Regions from separate parts of the Sus scrofa genome. Here region 1 is linked to region 2. The links are chromatin contacts, called in public Hi-C maps. All regions are on one chromosome and are shown on one strand. Each heading gives the region's core, a stretch centred on a gene start, on an enhancer-like site or on the middle of the called end of the contact. The rest is flanking DNA. Distances are from core to core; before and after follow the strand shown. Region 1 holds the start of NFYB (nuclear transcription factor Y subunit beta). Region 2 holds the start of EID3 (EP300-interacting inhibitor of differentiation 3).

What was found. Hi-C and Micro-C count contacts between places; a contact is called where the count stands out from the background.
Region 1: a contact with region 2 is called in a Hi-C map of skeletal muscle, with 5 times the contacts expected there. The contact joins the promoter of NFYB here to the promoter of EID3 in region 2. A contact is called at or near these places in 1 of 5 promoter capture datasets (liver), 8 of 47 Hi-C or Micro-C datasets (embryonic fibroblasts, fetal heart ventricle, heart right ventricle and 3 more) and 1 of 2 datasets of contacts at active chromatin or transcription factors (alveolar macrophages).

The regions. Positions count from the first base shown.
Region 1 is chr5:80,332,809-80,336,465 of Sscrofa11.1, reverse strand. NFYB (nuclear transcription factor Y subunit beta) reads right to left here and starts at 1,953. Exons shown (of 8, transcript NM_001144930.1): 1 at 1,417-1,953.
Region 2 is chr5:80,233,081-80,236,296 of Sscrofa11.1, reverse strand. EID3 (EP300-interacting inhibitor of differentiation 3) reads left to right here and starts at 1,730. Exons shown (of 1, transcript XM_021092633.1): 1 at 1,730-3,216.

The DNA.
Region 1 (3,657 bases), core at 704-3,203, 100 kb before region 2:
CAAACATCTATCAGTAGTGTAAAACTATAGCCCAAAGGCATTCTTCCTAGTAAAATTTAAAAAGGCATGTATAATTTTACCTACTATTCTTATTTAATGAACTGCATGGCTCTAAAATGGTTCAAAAAGCAAGCACCCAATAAATGTTTGTTAAATTGGGAGACGTATTTTGGAGGACTTATAAAAGTTCATGCTATTGGGGGAAGTACGGCTTTTCCAACAAAGCCCTATATTTAGTCATGTTCATCATAAATATTCATCACAACACACCAAATTATATAATACGCAAGAGGCCAAAAATTACATATCAACACCCAAGACACAAATATCCCACTTATCAACTTAATTTTTACTGATGGCTTTCCTTATGTTTTAGAGTGAGATTTAGGGTTCAAAAGCTCAAAAGGGAAGACAAGTTTATCTCAGGATATAATGCTTTCCAATTAAATATCTCAGATTATAGCGGGAAGAAGATACATGTTGCCCAGAGAACATCCAGAGAAAGAGAATACAGTCAATTAAGACCTGTATTATTTTAAAGCATCACCATTTGGGACTAAAATTGCATCTCAATAGCACTTCATTCTCACTGTAAGGCATAAATAGTTGAATAAATTGGCATCAATTACGATGTTACAATTTCCATTCTCATTTGCTCTTCCCCTTTTTTCAAGGGAAAAAAAGGGGGGGGAGACAAAGACATATCCTTTCTGTGCTAATTTTTAAAAGAAGACAAAATACTGATATGCATTCAAGCATGAAATCTAGCAAACAGAAAAAACTCTAACCACCAAATTGAATTTTCAAATGCTACTACAAGGGTCCATGCAGCAAAGACTGGCTGACATTGTCTACTGTTCTGTAATCCCAAAAGCAATTTCTAATTTCTTTCCAAATATCATCTTCACTCTAACCCCAAAGCTGCCCAGAAAATTCCTTCCTCGTAGCTAGAAGTGTCATTTTTTAAAGGTGCCGTGGGGGGAGGAGAGAGATCCTCAGAACACTTAAAATACAGGAGCTGTCTATATTTATGTATTTTTGCTGGGGGTTGGGGTGGTGCCACACCTCACCACAATCACTCACCCAAATAGTTGAGTCAGTATATGTTTAGATTCAATATATTAAAGAGAAACACTATCACCTCACATGGTATATATTTTCTTACAGGCAGGTTATGATATATGTGAAAGCTCAAGGCAATGCATACATATGTTTAATGTTTAAAGAAATCTGTATCCAAGAAAAGCAGCAGACCCTTCCTCCACCCTCCATTCTTTGGCATCAACAACCAGAGTTTTGCACCAATATAAGCCTTAAATTGAACTACGGGAGCAGAGTGAGAACGGAATAATTGCCTCTTAAGGAATTTTGGTTAAACTTTACTAATAAAACCCCCTATTTGTTAATGCCACTTACATTGATCAGTTCACCTCATCACTTTGTATTTCTGACTTGTCTCCATACAAGAGAGCCGAAACCACCCCAGTGACTCGTGGCACGGAACCGTGCAGTCCATGCAGGCTGGGATGCTATTTTTTAAAAGGTCATATGCTACTTAACCTTGCTTAAACCATCTTTTAGAGTACTCTGGGCGAGATTTCGTCTTGTAGGTGCTCTTCTAATTCTTTGTTCTCCAAGACTACTCCTGAGGCCCGGTATATCCTCCCCGCCTCCCACCGAAGATTAAAACCTTAGTCCAATCCGGAAGGCTTCCTTCCCACCTTCGGGGCAAGTCCAGGGACCGCAAGCCGCCAGATGGCTGCATTCTATACGCGTAAACCAGACTGCGGGGAAACCAAATCCACTCCTTCCTCCCGGGGACCTCGCTTCCTCCCCACGAAGGTGCGCGGGCTGGCCCGGGTCCCACCGTCCGCCCGGCCGACCTGTCGGTCCCGCCTGGGCGGCGCGGACACCCCGGGCAGGCATCCCCCCTACTCGGCCGGCTCAGGCCCGGGGCCCGCGCCTAACGCCCGCCCGCCGCGCGGCGCCCGGGGTGCCGGGGCAGACAAAGCGGCCCGGCCCTGCCATGCCCCCGCGGAGTGGCGGGCGGAAGAGGGGCGCTCCCCGGGAGCCCCCGCGCGGCGGAGGAGGAGGATCGGGGCCGGGGGTCCAGGCTGCATCCTCCCGCCCCCAGCCGGCTCGCCACACAAAATGGAGCCGGCCCGGACGCCACCGAGAGCGGGGCCCGACGGTGCCCCGGCGCCCCCTCCTCGGCCTCGGGCCCGGAGGTCGGCGGCGGCGAGCAGGAGGCGGCCTGGCCCGCGTCCCGCCGCTCCTCGGCCGGGCGCACAAAGAGCCGCGCCGCGGCCCAGCGCCCGCTTCCCAGCCGGGCCCGCAGCGGGGGAGGCCTCGCAGGCGCCGGCCCGGCCCCGGCCCCGGCCCGGGCGGGAGGGCGGGCAGGCGGGAGTGAGCCAAGTGCCCCCGGCCGCGGCGGCGTTGGCGGCGGGGACGGCGCCGGGAGGAGACGGACATTTCATTCGAGCTAAAGTGGAGTCGGTTTAGGAGCGATCATTGGCCGAAGCGAGACACAAACCTCCAATGCAGCCCTGGTTGGCTCCCGTCTCCAATCGGCTGTTTGGTTGGACAGAAAATGGCTGCGAAGGAACCAGTCCCAGCGCGGAGCTCCGCTTCCAGGACTCGGCCTTCCCTCCCTCCGCCGCGGGCCGCTTCCCTCGGCGCGACACCCTCCCTCCGCAGCTCCCGCGCGCCCGCCCGGCGCGGCCCCGCCCCGGCACGGCCCCGCCCCCAGCCCCGCCCCGTGCGCTGAGCAGCCCGCAGAGCCCGCTGCAGGCCGCCGCGAGTCGGTCCTGCGGCGCGAGCGGAGCCCGCGGGTGGCTTTTTCCTCGGCAGGGACTAGGGCTGGGGCTCGGTGCTAAGGTCAGTGCGGGCTTTCCGCGGTATTTTCCCCACGTCTTGCGCATGATTTCTCAGCTCTCCCTCTCTTTTCCATCCCCTCCCCTGGCGCACGTGGAAGTGTCTCACCCGCCAAAGTGCAGCCTGCCTGCGCCTCGAGTTTTAAGAAGGGGAAACCAAGGGCAAAAGCTGCCGGCCAGGCGACACTCGAGCTACAGGGTGGATCTGAACGGCGATTACCTCCTGGTATGCTTTCAGCGCCAGCTGTTCGCCTTGTGCCCCTGTTAAGTTTGCCACATGCACAACGCTCCCTCTCGGTCACCGAGCTCCCCGTTCGTTTTTTCAGATTTCACCTAAAGATACAATCCTCTGCTTTAGGTTTAACAACCTGCTCAGTCCAGCCAGCCTTCACCCCAGCTTAAAATGTTGCATATGCCCCACCCGCACAGTATTTGCGACATGCCATGTGGCTTTTCCCAACCAGATGATATTTGAGCTGCCAGAATCCATGGCCCCTTCTTGCCTCCGCGCAACCAGGCTCTCTGCCTGTCTTTCCCTGACTGCGTCTGTGTAGGACTTCCCTCGGCTGTGACTCTCACAGATGGGCGGTGAGCCAGACACCACACACTACAAAGGGGGCAGGATTTTTGCAACCAGAGCCGGGAATCGTTCCCTTTACTTCCACTAAACAAGTGGCCCGGTGCCACATTAAACTTTCCAGCTTTAATCTTTTAAAAATATATAGCCATGTTTTATTTATAAAGCTCCTACTGTTTCTCCGCATATTTTCACATTTCCCGAGCA
Region 2 (3,216 bases), core at 481-2,980:
CTCTGGCGGTTTGCCCGCCCATTCAGGGGAGGGCGTGGCTTCTCCGAGCCTCTGGGAACCGGCCTCCCTTTCCCTTCAGTCGTCTCCGGTCCCGCATTGCATCGGATCGCGAGGTGGTGGGGCGCGTCAGAGAGGCGCCTGCTGCCCAACAGCTCGCGTTCCTGTAAGCTTCGGGCTCACCAAAAACGGAGGAAGCCCCGGGCCTCCCGCTGCGAGAACCCCGGGCCGAGAGCATCCGCCTGCCGGTGCGTTGCGAATGCGGAGCGAGGAGAGATGTTTGAGGGCGGGTCTGAGTAGGGGTGAGGCTTTATTGAGGCGGGTGAGCGTCTTGGCCGCATTCATTGTTTCGCCGGGTGGGTGAAAGCTTAGCGTGCGTGGAGGTGAGGCCGGCCCCCTGTCGGCCGGAGGTTTCCTTCCTCTAGCTCGTCTCCGTAGAGGCAGTGGGCAGAATATCGGAGGAAATGGACTTTTGTATCATTTCTTAGTGCACGGGTGTTGAAATGCAGGTAATAAGGTGATGAATAGATTGACAGACCCTTCTCAACATTAAGAGAGTTTAAGCAAGCCTCAAGGAATTTTCACACCATTGAATCTTCAGAAATCGTGAGAGGTTGGCAGATCATGCTTTCTGTGTGTGCAAGCGGGGAGACTAAGGCTCAGACTCCCGTGACTTTCCCCAGGCCGGCAAACGAGACAACTAAGAGGAACCCGTGCTTATCTCCCTGTATCAGGCAGTACCCGCTAAGCGTTAAAGGCTTCACCACACTGCCTGGTTTGACTCCTGGCTCTGCTGTTAACTAACTCTGGTTGCTTGAATTTGGGCAAGATAGGGGGTTTTTGGTGCCTCAGTTTTCTTATCTGTGAAATGGACCTGATAGGAGCGACTTCGAAAGGGTAGTTAGATTAAGTGTTAATCTATGCAACGCATTACAGAAGCGTTTTTATCATCAAACAACTGTACTTTGGGGTGCAGGTGTGGTTTTTGTCTCATGAATGGACCTCATGTCAGTATCAATGGAGTCTATTTTTAATTCTCACTGACTGACTCATTCTCTACCTGAGTTCACTCGTTTGTAAATTTGGACCGGTTTCACCCAGCCTGTCAGGTAGGGTGTTGCTGTATTATTTCAAGGTTCTTAAAGCACCCGTAAGTGGGCAGCGTGGGCTTCATTTTACCCCATGTTTTCAAACTTCAAAGAAACATTGGAAGTTGGTTTTTGGCACTCTGTATAGATGCAGAGTTCAAAGGCAGATTGAGTTGGAAGGTGTTTTTTGAAAAGTTGAGATAACTGTGCCCTAAGCTTCCTTTTGAGGCGTTTCTGAATTCGGGACCCACTGGGGACGTGTGACGTCTATTTTAGCGAGACTTGCCCTTTCCTGGGGTCTGCCTGGCGTTTGCGGCTGGCCGCGAGGCCGTCCCGGTCCTCCCGCCCGGGACCCGACCCTTGGCCGGCCTCGGTCAAGGTCAGGCGGGGCCCGGGACGGAGGGGCGGTCGCGCGGTGGGGGGGGGGGAGTGCAGTTGGGGACGCGGAAGCCCCGCCCCCGCCGCGCACTTCCCGCCGCCGCCCGGGGCGGAAAGACTGACCGGCTTCGCTCTGCTTTTGTGCCACAGAGGACGGGCGGGGCCTCGAGAGAGCGCTCTCCGAACTGACCTCGGAAACCGACGTGCCCGTTGTGTTTGTGAAGCGGCGAAAGATAGGCGGCCATGGTCAAACCCTGAAGGTAGGTGGGCGAGCTTTACGTCTCTGTAATGCGCCTGAACGGGGAACCGGCTCTTGGGGCCGGTGGTGGTCTCAGCCCTCCTCTCCAAGCCCGGGTGACCGGGAGCGGACCTCCCACCGAGCACATCCTTAGAAATGAGAAGGACGCGCGGGGCCAGCTCACGTGTTCATCGATGTTGATGAGACATACTTTTCAGAACGGGAAGCTTGGACGAGCGGATGGACCTATTTTCAGCTTTGAAAATAGGTTTTTAAACGTCCTTTTTTTCCTCCTTGCCTTGTTCTTTCTCTCCTAGTAACTCTATAAATAACTTAAAAATTTTTAGCAGCCGTGTACCTGCCGAATGTGAGTGTTTAGAGAAGTACTGCGAAGGGTGGATCAGGAAATGCTTATCTCTGTCCGTCCCTCTCATCTTCCTCTGTAATTTTCAGGGAGGGAAACCTGGAAACCCCAGGCTCAGGGGAGAGCGACCAGCAAGCCCTTAGAGCGAGTTCCTTACCCTTCAGGGGTTGCTTTTCTAGCCTTGAGTTAACAGCTGGGTAGAAGCATAGGCGAAGAAGAAATCTTTGCTTCGGCTGGTGGCGAGGGTGGTAGTGGCAGTCCTCCCTGGGCCCACGCACGAGGTCATGGCCCACCAGACGGGAGAAAGGCTGAGAGGCTGGGTGCACGTTAGCGGGATTTGCAGCCTGGTGATAGTCCACCTCTGGTGTGGTTGGTGACCAAGTTAGAAAGCCTCATCCCATCACTGTGATACATCTGCTTTAATTGTCTTTTTGTATTGAAGTAATTTTTAAGAAATGGAAGTCATACTGGAACATTGCCTTCTTAGAATTAAGCCTGAGGCCTCAGTTAAATGTAAAAGGTGTATTTAGATGGGTGCACATTCAGGAAGCAGGTAACAGTTAACTTGCATTTTTATTTACCATGTTTTCGTTCCTCTAAAAGAATCTTACCTTTTTGAAGAATGGGTATAGGAAATGAAGAGAGACTTGGAAGACAAATAGCACATTAATGGAAAATACTTAAAGGAGCTAAAAAGACTTTTAGCTTGATGTAAAATATGTTGTATTACTCAGACCTTTAGTTTGCAAGTAAAATGAGACAAAGTTCTATCAATATTCCTTCCTGTCTGATCTCTTTTCTCCACCTGTGTCATAAACAGATGGTCATGATTTTAACACCAGTGGGAGTAAAAAGGATCACTTTATATATAAGCTTTACATCCACTTAACTGATGAGATCTGATGTTTTCATTTCTATATTATCATAGTTAATTTCAGACATTTAGTGAAGTGCAATGTCAAGATTAAAGCATACCACCAAGTTATAATTAAAATTTTAAAAAGTTATTTATCACATCTCTTTTAAGCACACTTATCACTCTCTGTATCATTTGATTTATTTTTGGATTTTAATGAGTACTAAGAAATGAAAGAAGACACAAGGTAATGAGGCTTACTGCTTTGAAACTGTTCGTGAATTTCCAGCCAGTT